Linked DNA regions of Hordeum vulgare: region 2 is linked to region 1. Evidence: chromatin contacts called from public Hi-C data. All regions are on one chromosome and are shown on one strand. Each heading gives the region's core, a stretch centred on a gene start, on an enhancer-like site or on the middle of the called end of the contact. The rest is flanking DNA. Distances are from core to core; before and after follow the strand shown. Region 1 holds the start of LOC123424497. Region 2 holds the start of LOC123429248 (serine carboxypeptidase-like 50).

Region 1 (5,499 bases), core at 2,680-5,179:
AATATGGATTTCTTCCTATAGGGAGCAGACAGATAGATATTTGCAGTATAGTAACTTATAAGCAGCCGTTGGCCTTACTGTGGGTGGGATCCCACTGAAGCTGCAGGTTAGCACAAAATAGAAAGAAGAGAGAAGGGATGGCTGGGAAAGCTGCTTCACACGACAGAGCACAGACAACAGTTCTACAGTTCAGGGATGGATTTTGTAAAATAGTTGAACTATAGAGAAGATGTCTGGTAGACCCCCTGAACAATACAGACTGCCATAGTTCAGGGGGGTGTCTGGACATCTTCTCTACCAATATTATCTTACATAATGAATCTAAAAAAAGTTACAAAGAAACCTTCATTTAGGAAGAGAGTGAACCTTTGGTGGGCTCTCTCCATTGCTCCCAGAGTTGAACCCAGATTTAATATTTGAACTGACGTTGCTTGATTCAGGTTCTTCAGGAAATGCTGCCCCATCATGCGCATTGAGAATCACACAATAGCAGTGTTCTGGGTCTGACAAAACCTGCACAAATTTATAAGATCACTTTACTCTTTATGGTCAACTTAGAAAGTATATTGTCAAAGCCATCTAGGAAAACCACGGAATATCAGTGATAAAACCACAGGCATCTACAACATTTGCAAAGTATTGCCAGAACACGATGTTATGTAATTTTTGGGAAAAGTAAATCAGAACTCACCACAGCATCAAAAGGATCATCGAAGTCATCAACTGAGAAATAAATGTTGGGATATGCAGGTACTGTTTCTACAGCCTATTAAAGAGATATGAGTTACAACAGATTATTTATATTGAAAGGCTGTTTCTCTGAAAATATGATACGAGATGAAAAATCACCTTTCTTTGATCAAGGCGGAAATTAACACGGCTAGGGGATGCATATACAGTTTTCGAAACCTTATAAATTGGAGGCAACCGCTTGCTTTTGTCTGCACGATTGCGAAGATTGCTGATACTGTGGAAGTAGATTATAAGAAGCACATAACAAGCCATTAAATATTATTGAGGGGAGTTATGAAATAAAAGTTTTGTTGTGCATGACAATTGATACTACTGGCACTCTAAGATTTGTGAGTCCCTTAACATTCCAGCGCAAACTCATGCTGAAAGATAAATTTGTGGTCGCAAATTGTTCAGTCAGCTAATGAAAAAAGTGTGACTGTAGCACCAACCCAGACCCGTTTCTCAACATGTAGTTGAAACAGAGAGTGCTGTTTCAATACGGAATTAGATGACATGACAATCATTATTTGTCAACCGTCTCAGATTTTGATAAAGGGTGAGAAACTATGAACCAAAAATCTGGGTAGTTCTTTAACTGACTATAGCAACAGACCAAAAGTGTTGTATTAATATAAGGATTTACTTTATTTAGCATCCCGTTGCCATTGGCGATCCTCCAAGACGCGATGAAGATAGCAAGCACGAAGGCTTGGAGAAGAAGAGGAATAATAGAGAGTAAAAGGATAATTGGTAGATTTCTCTCTGTTTGTTCAGCTTAACCATTCTCTGGGTACAGACTTGCTTATATATAGCCTACAGCTCAACACACGGCAACATCCATGCTGAACACACATGCACTCTGCGCCACTGTTATTAAGCCTCTTCTATACGGTGGCGCCTCATGAATATATGTCTCAACTCCAGTGTCTCGCACACCAGCCATGACACCTCAATAGATCACCAAAAAGGGTTTTTAGTTGTTCTTATGCATACTTATAGCTAATTGTTCAGAGCATAAAAAGCTTGTAAGATCTTAGCAGAAGTGCCACAGAAACATACCTGCACAATGCCACTGTGACGGTATATGACGTGTGAGCGACTAAATTCAAATAGAACGAACGTTCCCAATCAACCTCAGTTGAATTAGCATTGATGAGCTTTTCAAGCTGGCAATTGCAAAAAGGAGCATATTTAGCCCAGTAATTCAACAAAGAGTAATTGTTCTTATCATGGGTTCTCCAACTAACACTATGTTAACCAGATATAAGACATAAAAGAACACTGATAAGGATTTCCCCATTGTCACTAGTCTTAAAAATTACACCTCACAAACATGAAAATTACTGAATCGAGTGTTCATCTGTTCATGCATACAAAGTTACAAATGGTAAGGGATCTAACATTGTCGTCAAGCTCCAGTGCAAAGCGTACGGCTAAAGCGTGCTGATAATGTCAAAAGAGGCCGGGTTAGACCGAACTTGACATGGGAGGAGTCCGTAAAGAGAGATTTGAAGGACTGGAGTATCACCAAAAAACTAGCCATGAACAGAGGTGCGTGGAAGCTTGCTATCCATGTGCCAGAACCATGAGTTGGTCGCGAGATCTTATGGGTTTCACCTTTAGCCTACCCCAGCTTGTTTAGGACTAAAGGATATGTTGTTGTTGTTGTACTGTATGTTCATTACTGTTATACTCCCTCTGTACCTAAATACTTGTCGTTGGGGAAAACCAATGCAAGTTCCCCCAGCGACGAGTACTGTGGTACAGAGGGAGTACATATGAAAATTGTGTAGCTTGTACCCGAAAAAGGCTCATTCAGCAGTTAAGAACAACAAATTAGAATATAACTTTTTATATATAGGGTTAATGAAATAAAACAATGGGAACTTTTTCCCTTAAAAAGCAGTTTATTTTAAGTTTTAACAATAGTTACAGAAACTGTGAGCTTGACTGAATACAGAGCATACTTGTTATTGTTGCAACTGAATTAATTAACTCAACAGTAGAGAACATACAAATACAACAAAAATGAAGAAATAATGTATATATTTTATAAAACTTTCTTGAATCTACACTAGCAAGGAAGCCTCGAGAATTAACCAAAAAATCTGAAGTGAAGTGGATTTAGTGTAGCTTCATGTACCGTAGGAGCCCATCTGCGCACGAAAAAGGGAGGCAGATCTTCCATTTTCTGCATCTACAGCCAGCAGCAACAAACAAACGGTGAGATCCACATTCCACAGGGCAATATCGTACATATCAGGCTAACATAAGGGGGAAATCAGCAGGACTAGAAGGTACCGAGCTATTGACAAAGAAGACGAGGTCGTCCTCCTCCCTGCTCCTTGAGACCCTACCACGCACGAAGAAAAGGTCAAGCATCTCATGCCAGAATTTGTCGTCCATCTCGACGTCCGATGGATCGTCTTCGGCCTCGACGACAGTCCACCCGATCAGATGTGAATGCTTCTTCACCATGCTAAGCAATTCGGCCCTGGACACAGAATTGTGCACAAAACAGTAGTTGTCTTGTGTAAGCATCCGAAGAATTGTGCACAAAACAGTAAGTGTGACCCTGTTATAGACACTGCATCAGCAGTAACCGTGTTGGAGGAGAAGAGCACCGAAGCAGCACAGGCAATGAGCGTAGCTACCCTGACGCCAAATAGGAAATCGCAACGCTTAATTTGTCAAGTCTGTCTAGTCCTGGGCAGTTGTGCCGATCGGAATTTTTTGCTTCCACGGTCGAATTGTGTGCCTGCTACAGCTACGAAGCGAAGAGGGGAGAAGAGACGGACAGATGGGAAGACGGAGCATACCTCGAGGGCGCTGCCTGGCCGTCGCCGCCGGTCAGGTCAGTCGGCGATCTCTCCACGGGGACCTCCCCGGACGGCGAGGAGGTGGAAGGCGGCGCCGCCATCGCGACGGGGGGAGAAGGGGATCAGGAGGGGACGCGCGTGGGAAGAAACCGTCAGTTTCCCCGGCCGGGTATTTCCTTACCACGCAAGCGGCTTGGGTAGGAAGGACCCGATGCCCCGCCAGCGGAGGAGACTCTCGACTGGGGCAAGCAAGGGGAAGGGAGACGGAGACGGAGCAGAGCAGGGGAGGAAGACGGGCGAGCGGATCTCTCTCCGGCGCCGGTCACCAACACCGACACGTGGCCCGCCAGGCGCACAGACGTGGCGCGTCGCACCCTGCCAGCGCACCAATCCAGAACCGGCACGCACCGCACGCCAGCTCACCACCCCAGCCTTTTTCTCCATTTCTCTCTATCCCCTAAATAATCGTTTATAATCCCGCCGCGCCCCTTCGCCATGCCCGCCGCCTCACTCCTCCGCTCCTCCCTCCTCCTCTCCTCCCACGCCCTACGCCGCCTCTCCTCCGCCTCCGCCTCCGCGCCGCGCGGCCTCCGCCTCGCACAGCCCAAGGTCTCCGGGCGAACTGATACTAGGTCGTTGCGCTTCTCGCACTTGCGCTCACGGTTTCTGATCGGTCGGGGGTTCTGCAGGGATTCGGACGGTCCTACCCGCCCGCGCTCGCCGCAGCCGCCATGTCGACGTCGTCGGGGGCCAAGGAGGCGCCGGCCAACAACCCGGGCCTGCAGGCCGAGGTCGACCCCGCCACCAAGGGCTACTTCATGCAGCAGACCGTAAGCCACTCCCTCCCCCTGTTTCCCACTTCGTTTAGCCGCCGATTGAGCGGGCGTGCGCGTTATCCGGTACGAATTTGCGCCTCCGTGGGTTTGATCTGTGGAGCGGAAGAGACCATGTGGCCGGATTTGGCCGAGGCAGTCCGTCCAACAGCTGGTGGTCCCTGGGCGCCTGTAGTTTCAGGTTGTGAAATTGAGAGGAAACAACACCTGTTGTCGGACGAAGTGATGGGGTCTGTCAGTTCAATGTGACCGGATTGTTGGTTTTTGCGAACTGCAATGTCAGCTTAGCATCCCACTCTGTTTGCTTGGCCCACTATGCTTGCTGCTGCCTGCGCATATGTTCATTTCAACACTCGGGGTATGTAGCTGTTCTATGGAATGCTGGAAGTTGTGTGTTTGGGTGTAGCATAGGCGATTCATCAAGGACATTCATGGGGTTGTACTTTCAATAGGGATGCTTTGGATGCTTCGCTATATACTGAGGAAATTTTTAGTGTCATTGTACTACTAGGCCATGAAGCATCATTTGTTCTGCTATTGGCCGAACAGTTGGTGGACCAGCTTGTTACTAGCGGCATTTCCGGTTGTTCCAGTCGGTTGCTCTTACCATAATGAATATTGGTTCCAACTTGCAGATGTTCCGCGTGAAGGACCCAAAAGTGAGCCTTGACTTCTACTCGCGCGTGATGGGCATGTCGTAAGTTTTCTTTCTTTTGTCTTCCTTCAGATGATGTGTTTGTGCATGTGAGAAGGACAGGACATCCATGGGCCATCGATTTCCTTAGTGAAATCTGTAAATGTTCTATTTTTTTTTGTTGGGTTTTCAAGAAAAGCTAGTATCATTGCATATCAAGTCATGCTCTGAATTTTCTCCTATAGTATGTATGGCAAACCAACATGGAGTACTGGTGGAAGTAATTGCGTTGAAATGTGTAATTCTGTAATTGGTACCTGGAGCAACAAGGATCTGGCGCGAAAAGATATAGGCTGTATAATTCAGTTCTACTGCACACAGAAAGCTCAAGGTCTTAGTTTTGGCCTCTTGCTGGATGTGCTTCAAATTGTTATAATTTACCGCATGTCTATTTTGTACAAAAAGGCACCGAAGTTAT
Region 2 (5,228 bases), core at 990-3,489, 240 kb after region 1:
ATTCATACGCGTGAGAGAACCAGCCATGCAAAGGGTTGATTCTTTTGAATTTTTTAAATGAATGAAGGCTGCCTCTTACCTTAAAGGCGACGTCAACGATTTTTATGTAAAAGGCAAGGACTCTAATGTATAGGACCTTAGAGGCAAGCTTAGAGACGGAAAAAGACCACACTATGGATGCGGGCTCTGCAATTGGGAAAGGCGATGAGGGTACATAAAAATCATGCTTGAATCAGACTCCCGGGAAGCGGTGCACAAGATCACTCGTGGATCTATAGATTTGTCATCTAATGACCTATCATGGGGCAGGTGAAAAAACTTCTCCATGAGTTTGTGGAGTTTAGGGTTAGCTAAGCCACATACATTTAAGACCTAATTAGTTAGGATTGTGAAGAAAAAAAAATGAAGGAACGATTCTGTTAGAAGTTTGGGAGGGACGATTCTTAGAGAATCGCTCAAAAGAACTGACCCGTAGTGTTATCTATGCGGAAAATTGAAAATGGTCTATTTTCATTGCAAATGATTTTCATCCTTTCTCCAGAAAAGAACTACTTTTCATCTCATCAATCTGTGAAATTTCTTCAGCTATATTTGTTAAGATTGACTCTGTTTTCTAAATAGCCCATGCCTCTGTTACACATTGATCCTTGAAGATATCAACTCTGTATTGAACAATTGTTGGACAGCACGAAACCAGTTTCGTCGACCAGCAGCGTCATCAGGACACCGCGACCTGGGCGCCGGCCGGCGTCAACCGGGGCGAGACGCCGCCGCCGAACACCCCTGTCTCCGTGACCCACCCCTCGATCATCTCCTGCGCCGCGCGCCCATTGTCGACCGGCACCATGTGCCCAGCGCCGTACACCACGGCGTGCGTCAGCGCCCCCGACCGCTGCACGTACCCGGCGAGCTCCTTCTCCTCGCCGACGCCGCCGGTCCGCCACACCACGCGCTCGGCTTCCTCGAACGCGCGGAGCCCGCCCCAGCTCAGCTCCTTCATCCACGCCTCCTGCGACACCACGCCGATCCAGGGGTCGCGGATGCCCTGGTACAGCAGCAGGCGCGTCCGCCGCCGGAGCAGCGCCTCCACCTCCGGCTTGACGCTCTTCATCATGTCCTCGTGCATCGCGTCCCTCACCGCCCGGCTGCACTGCTCCCACGCCACGTCCCGGCGCGCGCCCAGCGCCGCCTTCACCTCCGCCCGGTTCACGAACCGCCCCACGGCCGCCGTCGCGTAGGGCCGCTGCCTGGCCAAGTCGTAGAGCGTGGCGAGCCCGGTGGCGTTCAGCAGCCACGAGCGCACGCGGCCCCGCGCGTCCGAAGCCTCCCGCCACCGCGCCGCCCGCGCCAGCGCCACCGCCTCCGCCTGCAGCGCCTCCAGCTCCCGCCGCTGGCGCGCGTTGATGAGCCCGGTGAAGTAGGCCGAGTCGGCGTGCGTGGGCAGCTGCGCGACGGGGTGCGTGAGCCCGTTGCCGATGGCGGCGCCGCGGAGGTTGACCCGCCGCCCCGCAGGCAGGCTCGGGTTCGCGGCGAGGATAAGCGCCCCGGCGGCCGGGACGTACTTCCCGGCGTAGCTCTCGCCGGAGAGGAAGAAGGGGCGCGCGCGGAAGGAGGGCGGGCTGGCGTCGAAGAACGACTGGAGCGCGGCGAGGACGTGCGCGGCGACGGCGGACTGGTCCCGCGGGATGGCGGCGGGGGATGGCGCGGCGCTGAAGCCGGTGCCGAGCGGGCTGTCGAGGAAGAGGAGCCCGGAGCGGCGGTTCCACGCGAAGGGGTTGCGGGAGAGCGAGGCACCGTCGGGGGCGACGATGTAGGGGCCAAGCTCGAAGAAGTTGCCGACGAGGCTGGAGCAGCCGGGCCCGCCCTGCAGCCAGAGGAGCAGCGGCGTGTCGGCCGGCGCGGTGAGCGGGTGGCTGGCCTCGTAGAAGGCGTAGAAGAGGGAGGCGTTGGTGCGCGAGTCCACCGGCAGGTAGCCGGAGCTGGTAGGCTGGGCCTCCTTCGGGAAAGCCGCCGCGAGCGAGACGGAGACGGTGGCTGCAAGGAGGACGGTGGCGAGGAACGGACGCGGCGGAGCCATGGATCGATCGGATCGGATCGGATCGGATCGGCTAGTTGGTGGAGTGTTCAGCGCAGCAGCTTCGTTGACTCTGGGCTTCACAGTAACTTTTTTTTTTTCGGGGAAACTTTACCGAGTGCGCGGAGAGGTGACAAGTTTTTTTTGTTTGACAACGGCTAGTAGTTTGAGGTGACAAGTTTTTATAAATAAAAAACCTAGTCGTCTTCCTGTTTCTAAAAAAACGAGTCGCCTTTCTTCAAAGGAAATGTTTACAATTGACACACCGCCGAACGATTCAGCCGGATGTGTGTTACGCGTAGGACCCATATAGATCGAACGCGTTCCATGGGCCTCCTGCAGCGCGCTGCTCGCCTTCTTCCCTTATCCCCTTCTGTTGTTTGTGGTCAGAAAAATTTCCCCACCGACACTGCCCAGCTCTTCCTTTCCTTGCACATCTCTCTCCATCGGTGCTGCCCACCTCTTCTTTCTCTCTCTCTCTCCACCTCCCGCGTTTGTGTTGCACTTCTCCTTGCTCCTTTTTTCTTTCTTCCTCACAAGCATGCAGGCGACAAGAAGCCATCCTCCTCCTGCGTGCTCTGTCCCGCAGCCGCCCAGCGCCACAACTCTCCGTCCATTGGAGCTGCCACGGCTGCCACCGGGGTGCTGCAAGGGAGCTGACCATGCGGGAGATGCTCCAACACTTACCACGACGGGCGACATGACCCAACGACATCGTTTTGCTACAAACGGCAAGGTGTTTCGCTGGAACTAGCGACACCAATTGCTGGAACCGTGTACACACAAGCTGCAACTGTACATCCACGGACTACACCCGCCGCCGACGACGTCGCCGAAAATGTTACAACCGTGTATCATGGAAGCTACAACCAGCTCTCGGAAAAGCTACAACGATGCACACACTGCAACCAGCAACGCCGTCCTCGGCAAAATACTTCAACCGCGTTCCGCACAAGCTACATCCACATACGTCAAAGTTGCAACCATTTTGATTTTGCTACAACCGTGTCACCAGAGCTGCAACCAGCGACTCTGCCATCACAAAAATGCTTCAACCGTGTACTGAAGAAGTTACATCCATGTGCACCAGACCTGCAAGCATTTTGCGGCGACGCTACATCCGTGTTGTCAGAGCTGTGACGCGGGGCGAGCCACGATGTTGGCGACCATCGGTGTGTGGAGCTTCGCGACCAGCGTCGCCGCTATCATGATTTCCGTGTGCGGAAACCAAGTGCCCGGAGAGTTACAACCTTGGGAGCAAAAACTGTTTTTGCAAACCCAGGAAGGATGGGTTTCAATCGCCACCGGATATGGGAGCGACGGTCCTGCCTACGGTGTTGGTTCGAGGACTACAGGGCAGTGGCAGTTGCAGCGAGTTGTGGCACGTGAGATGGATGCAGCATGCAACGTGGAAGGACTCACACATGCCTGTTTCTGATACGGTACGAAGTGGTTTGGGGAAGAAGATAAGATGAGTGGGTCGTAGGATCGGGCGGCTACATAATGCCTAATTTGACGGTCTGCACACAACCTGTCGAACTCTTGGGTCGAACCGCCGACGCCTAGCGATCACCTTGCTTCACCGTGTAAGATTTCCTTTTATTTTTCAACAATCAAAACCATGATATATTTACCAAATGATAATGTCTACATGTGTGATAATTGGCCTAAATGCAGACCATGCCTTTTGACTTTTTTACAGGAATATTCGAGCACTTGTCATCTGGGTCGAGAGCCACAAAAGCATTCAATATCGTGTGGATGTTATCATTTAGGGAAACTCCAACGTGCCGACCCAAACGAACGGTTTTTTGTTCGTTTGGGTCGGCCACCTGCTGGTCGTCCGTCCTTGGGTCGACAGTACGCCCAACGTTCGCGACACAAATTTACTGCCGTGGCTGACACAAATTTACTGCCGTGGCCGGCTGGCCGTCATTTTTCAACAAATATACACACGGTTTTGCATTATTAGACAAGTAGACATGAAAAAATAGCATAGTTTGGCAACCAAATAAAACATAGTTTTTCAAATAAATAAGTATAGTTTTACAAACAGTATAAAAATTAAATTGTCTCAAATACATATGAAAAAAGATACATCTATTAGTTGCCAACATGAGCTTACATATGCTCCACCAAATGATTTTGCAGCTGCATGTGAGTTTCCTAATCACGCATTTCATATAAAAAAGTTCCAAATTTACTCAGGTTTAAAGAAAGTTCAGAATTCCATATAAAAGTTATAAATTCTAGTTTTGTTCGTTTTTGAAAAGTTATTCATGTGTTAAAAAATCACCGTGTTGAAGAAATTTGTTTGCTGTACATTTATTTAAAATTTTGTTCTGTGTACACTGAAAAAAACACTGTTTATGGAAAATGTTTATCGTGTATAGAAATTTTGTTCAGCATGTATTTGAAAAAAGTTCACCATATATTTTAGAAAACCTTTAGTGTGTATTTAAATTCAGGTCACCGTATACTATGAAAATGTTCAGTGTGTATTTTAATTCACTTTTTGATAAAATTGTTTAGATTTTAAAATTTGTTCAGAATTCTTTCAAAAATTCTGATTTTTGAAAAATATTTTTCACAATTATTTCAGAAAATATTGAAGAAGTAAATGAACGGATGTACGTTACTTGTTTAGATAGTATTTAAAAGAAGTTTCAACCGTTGATAAAAGAAGTTACAACCACGTCCATGAGAGTTGCAACCAAACTTCGCCGGAGTTTTGTAGCCGGAGTTGCAACCATGATGAAAAAATGGTGCAATCATTATACAAATTTGCTACATCAGTCATTCTTTTTTGCTGCGACTGTATTCTTTTTTTGCTACAACCGTTGACATGGACGAGTTGCAACCATGATGGAAAATGCTGCAATCATAATACAAATTTGCTACATCAGTCATTTTTTGTTGTCGCAACCGTATTGTTTTTTGCTACAACCGTTGACATGGGCCCTGTTTGGATACTCTAACTTGGCTAGAGGTTAGAGTTAGTTTTTAACTTTAGTCTAACCATGAACTAACTCTAGCCTTTGGTGGTGTTTGGATGCAAAGGTTAGTTTGACAATAAATGCATTTTTTTAATCATGTGTATCTTTTAACCAGGATTTGTTGTGGCCAGCTTTTGTGTAGCCCTGGTGCAGGGATA

Evidence for each region. Hi-C and Micro-C count contacts between places; a contact is called where the count stands out from the background.
Region 2: a contact with region 1 is called in a Hi-C map of seedling, with 4 times the contacts expected there. The contact joins the promoter of LOC123429248 here to the promoter of LOC123424497 in region 1. A contact is called at or near these places in 2 of 6 Hi-C or Micro-C datasets (leaf and seedling).

Annotation. Positions count from the first base shown.
Region 1 is chr2H:17,330,593-17,336,091 of MorexV3_pseudomolecules_assembly, forward strand. It overlaps LOC123424497, which reads right to left and starts at 3,930. Exons shown (of 11, transcript XM_045108116.1): 1 at 3,555-3,930; 2 at 3,037-3,229; 3 at 2,879-2,932; 4 at 1,795-1,901; 5 at 850-967; 6 at 692-766; 7 at 367-513. The coding sequence starts at 3,655. LOC123424498 (lactoylglutathione lyase) reads left to right here and starts at 4,028. Exons shown (of 8, transcript XM_045108117.1): 1 at 4,028-4,163; 2 at 4,244-4,384; 3 at 5,023-5,084. The coding sequence starts at 4,050.
Region 2 is chr2H:17,575,233-17,580,460 of MorexV3_pseudomolecules_assembly, forward strand. It overlaps LOC123429248 (serine carboxypeptidase-like 50), which reads right to left and starts at 2,240. Exons shown (of 1, transcript XM_045113304.1): 1 at 562-2,240. The coding sequence starts at 2,077. The coding sequence ends at 719.